Linked DNA regions of Mus musculus: region 2 is linked to region 1. A link is a contact called in public Hi-C data. All regions are on one chromosome and are shown on one strand. The core of a region is the stretch at or near the end of the contact, and the rest is flanking DNA. Distances in the headings are between cores, read along the strand shown.

Evidence for each region. Hi-C and Micro-C count contacts between places; a contact is called where the count stands out from the background.
Region 2: a Hi-C map of cerebellum shows a contact between it and region 1, with 2.2 times the contacts expected there. The contact joins two enhancer-like sites. A contact is called at or near these places in 1 of 15 datasets of contacts at CTCF or cohesin (embryonic stem cells), 27 of 484 Hi-C or Micro-C datasets (8-cell embryo, the C2C12 cell line, the G1E-ER4 cell line and 18 more) and 1 of 115 datasets of contacts at active chromatin or transcription factors (embryonic stem cells).

Annotation. Positions count from the first base shown.
Region 1 is chr10:105,594,544-105,597,092 of GRCm38.p6, forward strand. No RefSeq gene overlaps it. Among named protein-coding and RNA genes, the nearest start is that of Gm15663, 21 kb to the left of the region's middle. Within about 2 kb of position 1,283, at least 5 of the 459 cell types and tissues checked have an H3K27ac peak or open chromatin away from gene starts, as enhancers often do. A contact at or near this core is called in cerebellum, where this site is marked.
Region 2 is chr10:105,703,711-105,706,259 of GRCm38.p6, forward strand. No RefSeq gene overlaps it. Among named protein-coding and RNA genes, the nearest start is that of Gm15663, 130 kb to the left of the region's middle. Within about 2 kb of position 1,276, at least 2 of the 459 cell types and tissues checked have an H3K27ac peak or open chromatin away from gene starts, as enhancers often do. A contact at or near this core is called in cerebellum, where this site is marked.

The DNA.
Region 1 (2,549 bases), core at 33-2,532:
CCATCTGTAATGGGATCTGATACCCTCTCCTGGTGTGTCTGAAGACAGTGATAGTGGACTCATATACAATAAATAAATAATAAATAAATAAATCTCTTTTTTAAAAAGGAAGCATCTTTGACTAAGCTGAACAGCAGAACTAATCTGTGGGTATAATCATAAAGATATGGAAAGCAGATTGACAACATGTCCATTACCACAAACAATAATATCAAGTTCCCTGCTAGGATGTATGGCCTCCATAGCCAATGGGCTTTTTACATTGTTGACAGTACTAAGCATTAATTTCCTTTCATGAAATTGGAATTTGGTGTTGTAGCATGTATGGCCCACAACAGTGTAAGACCATCTAAGTCTTCTCTCCCAGAAGCCTACAAAGACCCTTTGACCCAATGAACAGTAGCCAGAAGATGGACTCTCCCCATTCATGACCAGCTTGATTTCTCTGGGTCCTGTATCCAAAGACAGTGGTGTCTTAAAAAAAACTGCATCTTGCTATTTAGTTATGGTGGGCATCCAAGAGCAATAGCAATGGGCTGGACTCTGGGGCCTCCTTACTCAGTAAGTTAGAGAGATGTGTCTCGCTCCTGGTACTGAGATTTCTGGTTAATAATCATGGAAAACGCACTGATCACCACCATTTCAAGAATCTTAAGATGTACCATTTAGCTAAAATTAGCCTTCTATACCCTTCCATTCGAAATCTATAACAAAACTGATATAATGATTTTATGAGAAAATTTCCCATCAATATCAGGTCAAAATGCCATCACAGTATAAGTTAAATTAAACTTCATCCATATATTTGATCTATGGATTAAAGGAACAAGCCCCCAGAAATTCCATACGTGCATGGAAAAAATGTGTTCTATCATAACACCATTAAAATATTACTCAATTCTGTCTACCTAAGTACTACTCACCTATGACCTCTATATGCAAAGATTAATCCCTAATGCAGACTAGAAACTTTTTTATTTAATCATGCTGTAAACAGGACCAAACCATCTACAAGTGGAGAGGGCTGGGGACGACATGCTTCTTGTCACTCCTGTATTGCTCACTCAATCCTGACTTTCCTCTCACACTGAGTTGTATTAGCTGGGTGTGTGTCTAGACCCTGGCATCTGCTTTGTTTCCCCCCGTTTCAATAGCCATCTGGATGTAACACTTAACTATGCACCCAAGCCCACTTGGCTGGCTCCCTAACAGCCTGGCCTGCAGAGACTTGACAGGCTTTCCTACTAAGGCTGAACTGTTACCTGGACGTCTCTCGCCTTGAAGAGGTTCTGCTGTATATAATGTCAAACCACAGTTCCCTCAGCCTCTTGACTTCAGTGTAGCCTGATGCCTATGGACGTCTTTGGCTCTGTTCCCGTCCAACAGATTGAATTTGCTTGGGTTGCTGTAACTCCTGGAAGCAGGCCCAAGTTCATTGCAAATTTTTGGATCCTGTACGTTGGACTGCAAGAGATTCTCTTCATGAAGTCACCCAACAGCTGAGGTAGTTTTTCCAACCATGGTAACTGCTTTTTCAGCACCTTCAACAATATTATGCTGCTAAGGTCCCCAGGAGCCTCGCTCCTTTATATGTTCCCTTTCATGAGTCTGTTGGAACTCACAAATTCAGTAGAGTCTTCTCAACTGGAATACACAGCAACTGAGGAGTATTTTTAAATGTGTGTGTGTGTGTGTGTGTGTGTTTGTAGATCTAGTAATAAAGTGTGGGTTCTTATTCTGATACCATTGTCTTATACTTATAAAGTTATTTAGTAATATTTACTTGATTTTTATTTAAGTAGCTATGCTTACTGCTTAAGTTTAATGTTCTAAATAAAGAAATACAACTGTGCTTATAAATAAAATAACCTACATATTTAAACTTTTACATAATTGTGTGTAAAAATAAATTCAAAATTTGAGCTCAAGGTGGCTATAGTTCAGTTGGTATGGTACCTACCATACCATACATACCTTATACCATACCATACCATACCATACCATACCATACCATACCATACCATACCATACCATACATGAGTCCCTGAATCAGACCCACAGCACTACATAAATAGGGTATGATGCCACATACCCATCAGTCTGTAATCCTAGCAGTCAAAAGCTAGAGGGAGGCGTATCCGTATTTCAAGCTTCTCCTACACTACTACATAATAGGTTCTAAGCCAGCCTGGACTACATGAGAACTTCAGAAAGAAAAAGGGCGATGGGGGGTGGGGCAGGGAGGATGGAAGGAAGAAAAGATACTAAGGAAATTCATTTATATTTTAGAGAAAAACACATATTTAGTTCGCTAAATCATCAGGATTGCAGGAGGGCAGCAGGCCTATGCTCCATTTTATATTATAAGTGCTGAAAAATGGGATATATTCAAAACCACAAGTTAACACCTATATTATTTCTCTAAATTTGCATTGCCATTATTAATCTTTGTCACTTTATGCTGGTTTCCTTTGAAAGTGAGACTTTGTTTCCTAGGATAATACTTGTGTGAGCTTCTGATTACCAAAGCCAATAGGTATTTTGAACTG
Region 2 (2,549 bases), core at 26-2,525, 110 kb after region 1:
ACAAGGACCGGTACAATGAAATGATTTTTAATGATGCTATGATATACTTACAGGTTGATGTTTATCCCAATCATCATTGGAGGAGCTTCATCCAGAAACTGATGGAAACAGATGCAGAAACCCACAGCCAAACATTAGGAGGAGCTTGGGGAATATGATGGAAGATGTAGAGGAAGGAGACAGAAGTACTAAGGATACCACAAGAAAATTCATATAACCATCTAAAAGGGTACAGAGCATGCCAAACAGAAAGCATGCATGGGTCTGACCTAGGCCCTCTGTATATTTGTTATGGTTATGTAGCTTTGTGTTCTTATGATACCCCTGACAGTGGGAGCAGGGGCTGACTTGTCTGCCTGCTTTTGGGCCATTTTCCTCCTATTGGGTTGCCTCTTCCAACCTTAATATGAGGGTAGGTGCCTAGTCTTATTGCAACTTGATGTGCTGTGTTCATTTGATATCCCTGGGAGGCCTGTCCATTTCTAAAGAGACATAAAGGAGGAGAGGATTGTGGGGAGAGGGACGATGCCAGGAACGTCCTGGGAGGAGAGGAGGAAGGGGAAAATCCACTCAGGATGCAATACATGAAAGAATAAATTAATTAATTAAAAACAAAACAACACATAAACAGGTAGATAGATAGATAGATAGATAGATAGATAAAAATTAATTTCCTCCAAAAGTGTGACTCCAAAGGCAGTTGACAGATGAAGGGTTAATTTTCTTCTGTATAATAGGATATGTTATATGTGCCTAAAACCCATCTCATAATTGAATATTAATTTAATGGGCATAAAGCTCTTTAAATTAAAAAAAAAGTCTAAAATTATCACTCTGTTCTTATCTCCAACTCATTCCTTTATATTCCTTTATAAATCCAGTGTGACTGAGCCTGGATGACACTCGGTGGCACACTTTAAGATCTTGGTACAGTGCTGGACTAACAAGCAAATGTAACAGCAAGATGCCATCAACTCTGTGGAGCGGAAGAAGGAAATCTGCCCAGCCAGTAGCTTCTCCTTCCTACATCAAAAACAGCTCTCTCTCTCTCTCTCTCTCTCTCTCTCTCTCTCTCTCTCTCTCTCTCTCTCCCAGTCCCTCTCTCCTTCTCTTTCCCTCTGTCTCCTTCAATCCCCCTCCCTCTCTCATCTCTCTTTTTCCTTTTTTTTTTTTTTATTAATTTGCTTTACATCCGAATAGCAGCTTCCCCCACCTTTCTCTCCTCCCAGCCGTTTCCTCTCAGTTCCCCTCCTCCATCCTCCTGTCCTCAGGATGGATTGAAGGAGCCAGAGAGTCAAGGCTTGGATATTAACCATGCTTGGCTTATCAAGTTTCAGTAGGCCTAGGTGTATCCTCTCCTATTGAGGCAGACAAGGCAGCCCAGTTAGGGGAAAAGGATCATAAGGCAGGCAAGAGTCGGAGTTAGCCCCTGCCCCGCCCCCCATGGAGACCCAGCTGTACTCTATATGTGCAGAGGGCCTAGGTCCATCCTGTGCATGCTCCTGTTTGTTGGTTCAGTCTCTGCCGGCTCCTATAGGCCCAGGTTAGTGGATTCTGTAGGTTTCTTGTGGTTTCCTTGACCTCTCTGGCTCCTCCACTCTTTCCTTCCCTCGCTTCCATAGGATTCCCCAAACTCTGCTGAGTGTTTGGCTGTGGCTCTCTGCATCTGCTCTCATCAGCTGCTGGGTGTCCGCCTAGATGACAATCATGCTAGGCTCCTGTCTGCAAGTATAGCAGACCATCATTAATAGTGTCAGCGGTGGGCTCTCTTTCATGGCATGGGTCTAAAGCTGGGCCAATCCTTGTTTGGCCATTCCCTCAATATCTGCTCCATCTTTCCCTCTGCACATCTTGTAAGCAGTACAAATTGTGGATCTAAGGTTTTGTTGCTAGGTTAGTGTCCCAATCCCTCCATTGGAAGTCTTGCCTGGTTAAAGGAGATGGCTGTTTCAAGTTCTATATCTCCCATTGCTAGGAGTCTTAGATAGGGTCACCCTCATAGATTCCTGGGAGTTTCCATTGTCCTAGGTTTCTAGCTCATCCCAGAGATGACCTCCCCACCGCCTGCCAGTCTTTCAGTTCTCTCTTCTCCTTACACTTCCTCCTCTTTCCCTCCCTACACAGTTCTCTCCCTCCATCCGCCCCTCCAATGTCTATTTGATTTCTTCTCAGTGAGATTCAAGAGTCCATCCTTGGGACCTCAGTGTTGCTTAGCTTTTTTGGGTCTGTGTTTTGTAGCATGGCTATCCTGTACTTAATGGTTAATATCCACTTGGAATTTAGTACGTACTATGCTTGTCTTTCTGGGTCTAGGTTACATCACTCAGGATAATATTTTCTAGTTCCATTCACTTGCCTGCAAATATCATGATGTCAGTGTTTTTGATAGTTGACTAATATTCCATTGTGTAAATGTACCACATTTTCTTTCTCCAGTTTCTGGCCATTACGAATAAAGCTGCTATGAACATAGTTGAGCAAGTGTTCGTGTGTTGTGGTAAGGTGTCATTTGAGTATATGCCCAGAAGTGGTATAGTGCGGTCTTGGGG